Regions from separate parts of the Mus musculus genome. Here region 1 is linked to region 2. The links are chromatin contacts, called in public promoter capture Hi-C maps. All regions are on one chromosome and are shown on one strand. The core of a region is the stretch at or near the end of the contact, and the rest is flanking DNA. Distances in the headings are between cores, read along the strand shown. Region 1 holds the start of Mogat1 (monoacylglycerol O-acyltransferase 1). Region 2 has its middle 100 kb from the start of Gm26263.

Region 1 (7,516 bases), core at 987-3,486, 510 kb before region 2:
CACATGAAACTGCTTCCAACATGCAAAACTCTGCAATGCAATGACTGTTGTTATTATTACTTAGCCCCACAGGTGTGCGACTCTGACTTGGCCCATATGGGCCATTTCTGCTTCTCTGCAAAGTTTAAGCATAGAAGTTCATAGTTATTCCTCTCTTCTCGTTGTGTGTCACCACCTTTCTCCACGAGCATGACACACTCAGGACAAGCTTCCTCCAAGTGCTGTCCAGCTATCTGGATCCTATACTGTCACTTCGTGGGCTTAGCCTTACTCCAGAACACACCCCAGGGTGAATTATTTCCAAACAGAAGGCGCTCGAATCCAACCCAAACATGTAGTTGGGTCTAGGCAGAAAAGCCCGGGAGCGAAGGCAACCCGAAAATAGAAAACTAACAATAGCTCTTTGTCCTGATGTCAAGATGGCAAAGTTTTAATACCTAGGGGCATTACTTACTCATTATGAGTTGAGGGATCCAGAAATGAATTGGCAGCCATTGAGAGACTAAAATGAAACTTTGTATAGCACCCACTTTCTAGATGGGACCATCACTACATTTGGGAGACCATAGTTGCCCCCAATTTACCCAGCTGTATATTGAAAAGCTGTATATTGTCTTCCATTGTAAGTAAGACAAACCTCGCTTTAGAAACAAAATAGTACGGGCCAGTCATAGTTGCACATGTCTTTAATCCCAACACTTGCCTTGCAAAGGCAGGCAGATCTATGAGTTCTAGGCCAGCATAAAGAGTTCTACAGAGCAAGTTCTTCTGGGACAGCCAGGGCTACATAGAGGAAATATGAGAGAGAGGGGGGGGAGGGGGAAGAGGGGGAGAGAGGGAGAGAGAGAGAGAGAGAGAGAGAGAGAGAAAGGGGGAGGGGGAAAGGGGGAAGAGGGGGAGAGAGGGAGAGAGAGAGAGAGAGAGGGAGAGAAAGGGGGAGGGGGAAAGGGGGAAAAGGGGGAGAGAGGGAGAGAGAAAGGGGGAGGGGGAAAGGGGGAAGAGGGGGAGAGAGGGAGAGAGGGAGAGAGGGAGAGAGGGAGAGAGGGAGAGAGGGAGAGAGGGAGAGAGGGAGAGAGGGAGAGAGGGAGAGAGGGAGAGAGGGAGAGAGGGAGAGGAATCCAAAGCAGGGAGTCCCACAGTAGGTGAACACTGTCTGACCAGGCAGACCCAGGAACCAGAGGCTGTGCGCAGTAGGGTAGGGACTGTGTCTGGTGAGTGTTTGGCACGGCGGAGCTCTTACCGAGCAGGAGGAAGGACAGGACCCACTGCAGCACCGCAGCGGTCTGTAGGCACCGTGCCAGCGGGGTGTTGAGTGGCGCGAACTCGACCATCATGGTTCTACCCGGAGGACTCCTTTCGCAGGATTTGTGGTACTGCTACCGACTGGGAGGCCGAGGCTCCAGCTGGCCGGAAAGGAACCAATTCGCCCTGGGGCAGGAGGTGAGGGAGGGTGCGCGGCGTTGAGGCGGGGTGCTGGGGATCACTAATCACAGCTTGAGGCAGAACCCTGGTCACTCGTGGGAGAGGTCAGCCTGCCTGCCCAATCGCTAGGGCCTGGGCCTCCACCCGTATTTGACCATTGTTCATCTGATAGACCGCCTAGCACTCAGCTCCAGCATCCACCCATAAACCCACCTCATCCTCTGAAGCCAAGAATTGGGGAGTGGGTAGTTTGGTTAGTTCTTTGAGGTCCAGCACTAGCTGGAGGAAAGTGTGGGACTTGCGTTTATTAGTGTGGGTCTCCACACTACCCCCCCCCCCAAGGTGTGTGCGTATGCGAGTGCACGCACGGGTCTCTCTTTTTGTGTTTTCTTTTGTGTCCTAAAATTCCTACACAAATCCTGGATGATTTCCTTTCATTCATTCTCTTAACCCATATATACTGAAAGCCCACCAAATCTCCATTATCTTGTGAGAAAATGACCTTTTTGGGGGGGGGGCAGGAAAAAATCTAAGCAAACTAACCATACAACTGAATAGTATACAATTACAAGACCCTATTATAAACGCTAGAGTGAAAGAGTTAGAATCCGGTGGGACAACTTCTTGTGCCTGTTTCTTTCTCAGCGTTTACCTGCATAGTTTTCTTAAATGTGTGCACAGCAGCATGTGGAGAGACCAGAAGTGAACCTCAGATATGTTTCTCAATACTATCTTAGCCCTCGACTTTGGTTTTTGAGATAGAGTCAACGGAGCTTGGGACTCACCCAATTAGGCTGCTCTGGCAAAAGCTCCCAAAAGCTCTGGGCGTGCTCTGGTATTACCTCACCAGCCTGACTTTTTACCTGAATTCTGGACATCAGATTCAGATTTTTCACGCTTGCAAGCATTTTAACAGTTGAGCTGTCTTTCCAGCCCTTGAGTTTTAAATGATTGCTTTAATTAACTGAAGAGGTCTACAGGCAAAGGGAAATGTGTGTGCAAAGGTCTTCCTAAGAAAAGGGGAAGGGCACCATTTGTAACTTCTTGGCAAAACTGTTTTTGTTTGTTTGTTTGTTTTAGTTTTGTTTTTCTGGTCGAAGAGGTACTTTCTTCTTTCTTAGAGTTCTTTCTGAGCCACCCTCCATGCTAGGTGGGAGATTCTGTGATTGAATATTATGTCACACACTGTGACAGTCTCTTGCCAGGTATGCCCTGACTCCATAGCAACACTTCGAAGTATTCATGCCAATTTGGAGCTAGGGAAATTGGGACTCAAAGTAGAGGCCAGCCTGGGCTACCAGACCCTGTCTCAACAATTAAAACAACCTACACACACACACACACACACACACAGATAGAGAGACAGAGACAGACAGAGAGGAGAGAGAGAGGAGAGGAGAGGAGAGGAGAGGAGAGGAGAGGAGAGGAGAGGAGAGGAGAGGAGAGGAGAGGAGAGGAGAGGCCAGGCGAGGAGAGGCCAGGCGAGGCCAGGTGAGGCCAGGCGAGGTGAGGGGACGGGAGGGGAGCGGAGAGGGGAGGGGAGCGGAGAGAGAGAGGGGAGGAGGAGAGGAGAGGAGAGGGGAGGGGAAGGGAGGGGAGGGGAGGGGAGAGAGAGAGGAGGAGGGGAGGGGAGAGAGAGAGGAGGAGGGGAGGGGAGAGAGAGAGGAGGAGGAGAGGAAAGGAGAGGAGAGGAGAGGAGAGGAGAGGAGAGGAGAGGAGAGGAGAGGAGAGGAGAGGAGAGGAGAGGAGAGGAGAGGAGAAAAGAGGCGAGAAGAGGAGAGAAGGAGAAGAGCTGTAATTGTAGGTAAGTGCTGAAGACTCTGTCTTGTCCTTTCCTGGAAGCTAGGCAGAACAGAGATGAAATGAAATTCAGATGAAAGATACAAATGGTAGGATATGCAGAACACCTAAAACCCTTGGTCCTAACCACTTAGAATGTTATTGATGATGCATTTGTCACCTCACAGAAAGCAGCTAGTAAAGAACAATTGAATCTTTTGTTGGAGGTGGAGGACTGGCTTGAGAGAGGGACTCCTGTTGCTCAGGTGAGCTGCATTCCATATGTTAATGAACTTGATCTCGTGACCCACCTCCCTAAGGGGCTTACAGGCAGGCAACATCAGGATCAGCAAGAACCATCGTGTTTTAAAAGACTTATTTACTTTTATATGTGTAGGGTTTTTTTCTATTTTGATTTTATGTGTATGGGTGATCTGTCTGTCTGTCTGTGTACTACATGTATGTCTGGGTGCCCACAGAGGCCAGAAGAGGTATTGGATCCCTGGAACTTGAGTTACAGACAGTTGTGAACTGTTATATGGCTACTGGATATTGGGCATGAACGAAGAGCAAGCTGTTCTCCCGCCCAAACACATATCACAGTCCGTTGAAGTCATTCTCTGACCCAACAGGGGGTCAATTCACTGACCTATCATCATCTCATCATTTTATTGTTTTGATTTTTTTTTTTTTTTTTTTTTTTGAGACAGCGTCTCATTATGTAGCCTTGCTGGCCTGGAACTCATTTTGTAGACCAGAGTCAATTTGAACTCACAGAGATCCATCTGTCTCTGCCTCGTATGTGCTAGGTCTAAAGGCATGCACCACCACAGCCAGCTCCATCTTCATTTACCTCATTTGATCAACAGCTGAATCCTTTCCTCAACCCTTGGGCATTCAGTGTGTGACCATGTGTGGATATAGACTGTGTGGCCACTAGACTTGGGCAATCACTGGCTTGAAAGGATGAGAAAGTTTAACTCTTTAGATTCTTATTGTTTCCTATCAGTCGTCTTGATCTCTAAAAATTAAAAAAAAACTAACAGGAAGCCACCAATGGTGGTACTTGCCTGTAATTCCTGCACTTGGGAGATGAAAGTTAAATCTCAAACTGTGGGACAACTAGCTGAAGTGCTTAGTTAACATATCAAAGCAGAAACCTGGCCGCCTGGTATTCCCAGCATCCCTTAGTTCCAACCTGATACAGGGTATGGCTGGCATACCTTGCCCTCTACTCTGAATTCTCCTGGCCAGGAGTTGGACTGCTGTTTCCCAAGAGATTCTTTCCTATATATATATAATGCAGCCATTTTGGTTACTCATCCCTCTTTTACTTTTGGCCATCTTGGCTACTGATCCTACCCACCCACCCACCCACCTCCTGCCTCCCATCTTCTCACAGGGTTCAGGGTCATGTCTACTCCAGACTCTCCCAGGTGTCTCTGCCTCTGCCTCTGCCTCTGCCTCTGGCACTTACCTACAATAAGAGCTCCTCTCCTCTCCTCTCCTCTCCTCTCCTCTCCTCTCCTCTCCTCTCCTCTCCTCTCCTCTCCTCTCCTCTTCTCTCCTCTCCTCTCCTCTCCTCTTCCCCCCTCTCTCTTTTTGTGCGAATATCAGTTTTATTTTTCCTAATTGATGTAATAGACAGCTTCCTTTAACATCAAATTTTTACACAACAGCCAGGAAGCAAAACCAGCTCTGAAGAAGTGAAACATGCAAGATGACAATGATTTTAATTAATTTTTTAAAGCATGGGAAATGGACCATTCAGGGGCAGTGAGGGCATAGGAACTATAGCAACTAGATTTTACAGTGGGACACAGAGATTGGGCCTAATTGACTCCAATAAGACAAGTAGATATTTATAATTGAGGGGATAGTGTTGAAATTTATACTGGAAATTACTGAGTGGAAACTTAAAAAGGGTTTCTAACTTATTGTGACAGGATTCACTATGACAAAATTTTGCCAAACCAGTATAGGGATTTTGTCCATCTGAGTTTTTAAGACATGATTTTGTTAGGTAGCCCTGGCTAGTCTGGAATTCAGTATATAGCCCAGACTGACCTTATAGCAATCCTTCTGCCTCAGCACTCTTGAGTGCTGAAATCACAGACATATGCTAACCTTAGCAGTTTAAGAAGTCTGCAAGATAAAATATTATACTTTACTTAGTTCTGTCCTTGGATTTTTTTAGGTTTGGTAGAAAATATTTTGTTGTATCTTGTTGGATATATTATTTAAATTATGGGGAGGAACAAAGAAGCACAGAGTATTAGGAGAGTTTTAGGTATTATTAATAAGCTAGTTGGTCCCACCCCAAGAAACATATTTGGTTTTTGATTATATAATGGCTAGTATGCTCTCTCTTTTATCTACAATAAATTTTCTCCTCCATCATACCTAGAAGCAGTCATGTTCTCTCTTTTTTATCAGTCAGTGAGGAAGGAAGAAGGGGGAGATCATGCCATGTTGGTCTGTGTAGTAACTTTGAAGCCAGCTTGGACTGTATGAAAACCTGTCTCAAGAAAACCAAACTAAACCAACCCAACAAACAAAATCAACTAATCACATAAAAATCCACTGGGCAACGGGATTTTTTGACATTATACTTCCAAGCTGCACACTTAATGGAATAGGGAAGGGAGAGCATAGAAACTGAATGGCTTGCAAAACAGCCAGCTACTTCCTGGTAATTGGTACACCCAGATCTCTTGATAGTCCTGCAAGTGATTACTGTTCTTAAGGGCTAGAACAAATGAGGAAAAGCAGTATGGTGTAAGACACTGGCTTCAGACTTTTACTGTTTAACCCTTGGAACCATCCAGTTTATAAAACAAAGTGAAGCAAAGCAGCTGAAGCAGAAGCCAGGATAGAACCTGACTCTGCCTAATCTACACCTTCCTCAGGAGACTGTATTTTTAGTAAGATGAAACCAGCATAAAGTAAATACTGACAGTTTCAGCTCCTCTGCGTCCAGCAGGAACCACTGTTTCGTGTCCCCATTCTTGGGTATTGATCTCATTTTCTGGGTGGCTCCATATTTGGAGAGATACAGATCAAAGGAGTGTTGCACTTCCAAATTTAACATCCAAGCATCACTGGCTGCTCACACCTCTGCATATAGAGCTACAAGCTTTACACGCCCTGTCTGATTTCATCCCTACATGGACCATTCCAAGATAGGTATTATTCCTTTTATCAATGAAGAAACTGACTCTAAAAGTCAAGCGAATTTTCACACTATCCACTAGGATAGGGAAGAATAGAACCAGGTTTCTACTTTGGGGAAATAACTTTTGTCTTTAGCACCCTGGCAAGTAACTACGGTAGCAAGACTTGTGCTCAAATAAGAAAAAGAGTATTATAGAACAAAGAACACAAGACCAAACTGGTCAGTTTATATTGGGGTTATTCATTCGGTCAACAACTATTTGAGAAAGTGATCATAGAAAAGGAATTGTGGGAGGCAGTGTGCCTATGTTTGGCATTGCCAGCTACTAATGTTGGCACTGACAGAACAATCACCCTAAACATCTATTCTTACACAAGTCACAAAAATCAATCTACAGTAGATTCTAGATATTCACCTAAAAATTTAACTATAAGATTCCTGCCATAAAGTAGACTGGTGAAATATTTCTGAGATGAATACCCGATAAACAATTCAATCTAGAATGTTTAAAAAAAAAGTTCAACAATAAACTAATATAGTTCAACAATAAAATAATAAACTTTAAAGATGAGTAAGGAGAGACATTCCACCAGTGAAGAGATGCTCACTATTAACAATTAATGGAATGGAATAAACCACATGTTTACACATAAGCTTTAAAAAACGACAGTGGGACCCTGAGCATGGTAGCCTTTATCTTAGCACCCAGGATAAAGAAGCAGGTGGAACTCTGGGAGATCAGTGCCAGTCAGGGCTGCATACTGAAAAGAAACCAATGACAACAGGAGTGGCCTAGAGGTCTCCGTGGGTAAAGGCACTTGCCACCAGGACTCAAGACCTACATTTGATCCCTGCGCCACACCTGATGAGAAGAAATAAAGTGACTTCTGTGAATTGTCTTCTGACAGCTGAACCCACTTCATATTCATAAACAAACATAAAATATAATGGGATATTTTTAAATTGCAATACAAATGCCAATGAAAATTCACAACAAAATTGCAGAGGGGAACCGGGAAGGGAGATACAATTTGAAATGTAAATAAATAAAACAACCAATTAAAAAAAGAAAACACATAACAAACAATTGTTAACTAAACAATAAGAAGGTCACAGTTCAAATTGCCCCATAGATTACTG
Region 2 (6,860 bases), core at 2,523-5,022:
TTCCTGGGACAGAACTCTGGAGATTCCAATTAGATAAGAATGACAAATTCCCCTGGTACTTGATGCAAGAGACTGTCTTTGGCATCCACTGGCTTGCTTTATGAACAAGAAGGGGTCCACTAATCCTGTCTTCCTTCAAGTTTTCGTCTCAGCTCTCTTTCTATATCTAAAAACCATCAAAATCCCAAAAGAGCTTTCCTTTAACATAATTTGTATTTTCCTCATATCAAATTTAGAGTATTTAAAGGGTTCATTAAGAACAGTAAACCAATCCCATGTTTTATTGCAGTCATTTTACAAACATCACAAACGGGGCCAGCAGGATGGTTCAGAGGTTAAAAGCATTTCCTGCTACGTCTGACAAACTGAATTTGGTCCTTGGGACCTGCATGGTGGATGGAAAGGATAGATACCAGCAGGCTGTCCTCTGACCTATGTATACTCTCTATGTTGCATACACATTCCCGCCCCTGCAATGCACACACACACTATTTATTAATGTAATAAAATTTAATAAAGGAAAATCCAAGTGACAGAAGCAGCACACATTCCTTGGCTTACAGTTTTGTTGGATGTTTCATACCAAAGGTGGAGAGACTGGGAGAGAGCTTAATTCTGAAGGTTTTAGAGGAGACTCCATCCTTTTTTTTTTTTTTTTTTTTTTTGTAAGATTTATTTATTATTATATGGGATTGCAAACTGGTACAACCACTCTGGAAATCAGTTTGGTGGATCCTCAGAAAATTGGACATAGTACTACTGGAGGATCCAGCAATACCACTCCTGGGCATATATCCAGAAGATGTTCCAACATGTAATAAGGACACATGCTCCACTATGTTCATAGCAACCTTATTTATAATAGCCAGAAGCTAGAAAGAACCCAGATGCCCCTCAACAGAGGAATGGATACAGAAAATGTGGTATATTTACACAATGGAGTACTACTCAGCTATTAAAAACAATGAATTTATGGAATTCTTAGGCAAGTGGATGGATCTGGAGGATATTATCCTGAGTAAGGTAACCCAATCACAAAAGAACTCATATGATATGCACTCACTGATAAGTGGATATTAGCCCAGAAGCTCGGAATACCCAAGATACAATTCACAAAACACATGAAACTCAAGAAGAGGGAAGACCAAAGTGTGGATACTTCTTTAGACCTTCTTAGAAGGGGGAACAAAATCCCCATGGAAGGAGTTACAGAGACAAAGTTCAGAGCAGAGACTGAAGGAACGACCATCCAGAGACTTCCCCCACCTGGGGATCCAACACATAGACAACCACCAAAACCAGATATTATTGTGGATGCCAACAAGAGCTTGCTGATAGGAATCTGATATAGCTGTCTCCTGAGAGGCTCTGCCAGTGCCTGACAAATATAGAAGTGGATGCTCACAGCCATCCATTGGATGAAGCACAGGGTCCCCAATGAAGGAGCTAGAGAATGTACCCAGGGAGCTGAAGGAAATTTGCAGCCCCATAGGAGGAACAACAATATGAACTAACCAGTATCTCTAGAGTTTCCTGGGACTGAATCACCAACCAAAGAAAACACATGGTAGGACTCATGGCTCTAGCTGCATATGTAGCAGAGGATGGCCTAGTCAGTCATCAATGGGAGGAGAAGCCCTTGGTCCTGTGAAAGTTCTATAGGGGACTGCCATGGCCAGGAAGCAGGAGTAGGTGGGTTAGTGAGCAGGGGGAGAAGGTAAGGGATGGGGGTCTTCAGAGTGGAAGCTAGGAATGATGATAACATTTGAAATGTAAATAAAGAAAATAGCTAATTAAAAAAAGATTTATTTATTGTTTTATCTAAGTACACTGTACCTTCCAGACCTTCCAGAAGAGGGCATCAGATCTCATTATGGATGGTTGTGAGCCACCATGTGGTTTGAACTCAGGACATTCAGAAGAGCAGTTAGTACTCTTAACTGCTGAGCCATCTCTCCAGCCTCGAAGACTCCATCCTTGATTTCTCTTCCAGCTGTGGTACTCTGAGGCGTTCGTCCCCTTCTAGATGCCAGTATCTTCGTGTCAATTTAGTATCTAAAGTGGTTTCTATAAGGACATCACTCATCCAGGATTAAGAGTGACTCAAATAACTTGATCCTATATAAAATCTATTTTAAAATAAGGTCCTGTTCACAGGGTGCTATTTACATATCTTTTTGGGAATACAGTTTGGTGTGTAATACCTGCTCATGCATACTTTTGTAAAGAATAATTCTAGTTTTCAAAACAAATTTAGTGAGAAGATAAATATTGCTTTACATTTTATAAATCTCTTTAACACGTGGCTTAATAGAATCAAATTAAGTTATCTTCTCAATCTGCGGGAACAATGTTGCTTTGTTTGAAGCCTCTATAGACAATGTAGTCTTTTAAAACTGATCCTAGCAGATATTTCTGCTAAGGGTAGAACATTTTTTGGCTCTAATCTATGGCTTGGCAAGTAGTAGTTTCTTTCTTTCTTTGTCATTTTTTAAAAAGATGTCTCATTTATGTATGTATTATGTACTTATTATGTATGTATTATTTAGCCATGCATGGTGATGGGCGTCTTTAATCCCAGCACTTAGGAGGCAGAGACAGTGCTGTGTGAGTTCAAGGCCAACCTGGTCTACACAATGAGTTCTAGTATAGTCAGGACTGTCACACAGAGAAACCCTGCCTCAAAAACCAACCAACCAACCAACCAACCAACCAACCAACCAACCAACCAACCAACCAACCAAATAAACGTTGTTTAGGTTTGTGGATTTCATGCTTGAGTATGTGATATTTCTGTTTTTCAACCCCCTTCACGCCCCTCCAACTCTTCCTGTGCCCCCACACCTTCTTGAATTCAGTAATTTCTTACAAGTTATCATTATATGGAATTTGAATCTTTATTTGTTTGTCTTGGTTTTGAGGCAAGGGTCACTATGCATCCTTGGCTAGCCTGAGCTCACTGTCTCTTGGTTTTGAGGCAAGGGTCACTATGCATCCTTGGCTAGCCTGAGCTCACTGTCTAGAACAGGCTGACCAGAAGCTCATCAAGTTCTGCCTGCTCTACCCTTTCAGGTACTGGGGCTAAAGAGATGCTCTAGCCTGTCAATGGATTCCTCTTCTGTTGAATCAAAAGCCACCAGTGTCTTTTGCAATTTGAATGACTCATCTACCAATGCATAATTACATCCCATTTTGCAATGGTCATTTAAAAAACTGGCTCCCTGAGTTATATAGCTTTCCCAAACACACTGTAGGAAGCTTCACTGCATCCTTATAAAACAATGAGAAGCAAAAAGCAGAGCAGCTTAGTACTTACATGAAAAGCCTTCTTATGTTATACATAATTATACATAAGAGGGTCTCAGGGACACTTTTGGGTCCTCAGATCGCGCGTGTGTGTGTGTGTGTGTGTGTGTGTGTGTGTGTGTGTGTGTGCATCCACACATGTATACAGGTGCACTTGCATGCATGTGCTTGGGGGATGACAGAGGTCAACTTTGGGTATCTTCCACTACCATGCACCACCTTGTTTTTGAGATAGGAAGTCACACTAAAACTTAGCACTCACTGATCGGGTAGATTCACTGGCCAATGGAGTATGTGTGCCAGCTATGATATGCGCCCTCCATTTTCTCCATAAGGGTGTCCGGGTACTGCTGCACACCAAGCTCGAGGAGGATGAGTCAGAATCCGGAAGGGGTGAGGTCTGCAGGATCCCTGTCCAACTGGGAGTGAGTGCTGGTGGTTGGAGGAAAGACCTTCTCCAAGGATTTTAATGAAACTGCTCTTAGATGATCTTAGCTTGTGTGCATACACTTTTTTCAGGGTGGACAAGAGCTGTATATGAACCTTAGAAAGTAGGAAGGAGTTTTCAGGCTGATTGTAAAAACATTGGCTAATGTTTAACATATTTTGAAAGCCGAGTGCTTGTGTGGAAAGGCACTCCAGAAATCCCAGGTACTTGCTGGGTGGGTTCTTATAGGGAAACAGGAAGTTGAACTTGTTGGTTTGCCAAGGACTACTTGATCTTCCCTAGGTAGAAGGTAATGGGGGGGGGGGCGGAGGGGTTGGGCCCCGAGACATGGTCAGGGAAGAAGAAGCCCTGCTGGTAAAGGGACTCTTCCATTTTGGGCCAAGCTTAGAAGAGCTCTCTGGACATGATAGAGTATAACCTTAATTAGCAGGTTTTCCTGACAGCCAGAGAGCCCCCAATATCTTTCTGGGTCTGCCTCCCCAGCACTTGGTAATAAATAGGCACATACTATTGTGCCCAGCTTTTTACATGGATTCCAGGAATCCAAGTTGGGGTTTTTATTCTTGCATGGCAAACACTTTATACCCATGGAGCCACCTTCCTAGGCCCCTGGACCACACTTAGAAGATTAATGTTCTAATCCATCTTTGCTTGGGGAGATTCTATAAACGTGTAAACTTCAAGTTCTACATTAAGACTCATCTTCTCTATAATGTCGTGACTCATGCCCCCAGGTAGGTGGCTCTATTGGTGCTCACATTATTTTGCTGTTTTATCTTTAAGTTGTCTTTGAAGTCCTAGGTATTGAATGGAGGCCTTGCCCATGCTAGGCAAGTGACACTGCTAAAGCCGACGTTTATCCACAGCCCAGTGGACACACTTTATAGTACTGTCTCCTCGGAATCTCCTGGGATTGGTCCTCAGTCACATTTTTACCTTTAGGGAAAGAAGACAGTACCTTGGCACAAATTCTTTCTTATGTGAGATAAGTCAAATTGGTTATGCAGGTTCCATATTGAATAGCTTGTAGCCAGGCAGTGGTGGCACACATCTTTAATCCCAGTACTTGGGAGACGGAGGCAGGCAGACAGCAGGCAGGCAGGCAGGTCTCTGAGTTCCAAGCCAGTTTGGTCTACAGAGTTCTAGGACAGATAGGACTATACAGAGCAACCCTGTCTTAAAAACAAAAACTAACCAAAATAGCTTATAAACATCAAGGGGCCCAGCGACTTCTAATGTTTATCATAATGTAAGCTTTCATCAGTTTTTATCAGTTTAGAACAACATTCTGCCTTCTTTACCCCATGAACAAAAAAAAAATAGTTTATAAAATAACAAGGCTCATAGACTTTATGCCTCTACTTAATGTGTGCATGGGAGGGTAGGGGTGAGAAATGACCAGAAGTTGATGTTTGGTGTCTTCTTTAATTTCTCTCAACCTCACTTTTGAGATGGGGTGTTTTGCTGATCCTGGAGCCCATTAATTTGATCAGTAAGCCCCAGGCATCTTCCTGTCTCTGCATCTCTAGCTATGGGATTACAGGCGCATGGCCCTGTGCCCATTTGTTTATTATGTTACCATGGGCACCAGGAAGCCAAACACAGGCCCTGTCCCTTGCATAGCCAGGTCTTTACTAAGTGAACTATCTTCCCAACTCATATCTCTGTTTTAGGAGTACTATTCCCTCTACTCAGAATGCTGGCAAACTTCTATACCCTTTTGATGACGGTGATCAAGTGATGCTATTCTTGACCTCACAGAGACGCCTTTTATCTCCTCAGCAGTGTGCTTTGTGTTTCATAGCTACATGAGTGGAGAAGAATGCAGCATGGTGAATGGGTTTATTGCAGGAGATGATGGTTTGCTTATACTTTGCATCAAACTCCATGAGTTTTCAGGGACAGAGTTCATGTGCCATTTATATAAAACAGGGGTGTTAGTTGGTGGAAGAGCCTGAACTTTAAGACTCATCCATCCCATAATCAGCTTCCAAACGCTGACACCATTGCATACACTAGAAAGATTTTGCTGAAAGAACCCAGATAGAGCTGTCTCTTGTGAGACTAAGCCGGGGCCTAGAAAACACAGAAGTGGATGCTCACAGTCAGCTATTGGATGGATCACAGGGCTCCCAATGGAGGAGCTAGAGAAAGTACCCAAGGAGCTAAAGGGATCTGCAACCCTATAGGTGGAACAACATTATGAACTAAGCAGTACCCCCGGAGCTCTTGACTCTAGCTGCATATGTATCAAAAGATGGCCTAGTCAGCCATCAGTGGAAAGAGAGGCCCATTAGTCGTGCAAACTTTATATGCCTCAGTACAGGGGAACGACAGGGCCAAGAAGTGGGCGTGGGTGGGTGGGGGAGCGTGTGGGGGACTTTTGGGATAGCATTGGAAATGTAAATGAAATAAATACCCAATTTAAAAAAAAGGAAAAAAAAGACTCTTCCATCCATAAGACATAGACATAGAGCAACCAGGGCTACGCCGGGGAACCACATACTCTGTTTTCACCTCTCTCTCCAGCTCAGCCTTCTCCGTGAGGGGGGAATTGCACCTCTCACTATTGCTCCTGGGACCATATCTTACCCCACTGCCCTTCATGAGGAATAGAGTGTGCTTTCAACAGTGGTCAGAGCTCAGTTAGATGCCTTTCTTTTAGATCCAATTGTCCAATTCCTAGAGCTAGCTGGAGCCAGGGCAGTGAAGAACTGCAACTGACTTCACTTAGCTCAGAGGCTGATCTCAGAGGCAATCACTATGGCCAGGGAAGAGATTCAGGAAGGATTGAGGCGATACTTAGATTCTAATGAACACAGCAGGGAAAGCAGCGGACAGAAACAGAGCCCCCAAACATGTCAGGTGATATTTGCAGGAGAGAGGTGGGGGAGGTTTGTCCCAGACAGACTAATCACCAAATGCCCCTGTTGATAACTGTCTGGTGTGTCTTTACAAAAATTCCCCGTGAGAACATTTGAAAATACCATGTTAGTCAGCCATGGCCAATTTAATCATGTTGTATGCTTTGGAGTAGTGGCATCAATTAATGTCTGCGGCTGAATGAAGTTTGTTATTTAATAATTGCATTTTAATATTTCAGGTT

What was found. Promoter capture Hi-C pulls out the DNA fragments that hold promoters and counts their contacts.
Region 1: a promoter capture Hi-C map of the 3T3-L1 cell line shows a contact between it and region 2, with 4 times the contacts expected there. The contact joins the promoter of Mogat1 here to the enhancer-like site in region 2. A contact is called at or near these places in 4 of 39 promoter capture datasets (the 3T3-L1 cell line, the C10 cell line, hippocampal neurons and 1 more).

Annotation. Positions count from the first base shown.
Region 1 is chr1:78,505,780-78,513,295 of GRCm38.p6, reverse strand. It overlaps Mogat1 (monoacylglycerol O-acyltransferase 1), which reads right to left and starts at 2,236. Exons shown (of 7, transcript NM_026713.3): 1 at 2,208-2,236; 2 at 1,241-1,428. The coding sequence starts at 1,334.
Region 2 is chr1:77,996,038-78,002,897 of GRCm38.p6, reverse strand. No RefSeq gene overlaps it. Among named protein-coding and RNA genes, the nearest start is that of Gm26263, 100 kb to the right of the region's middle. Within about 2 kb of position 3,772, at least 1 of the 459 cell types and tissues checked has an H3K27ac peak or open chromatin away from gene starts, as enhancers often do.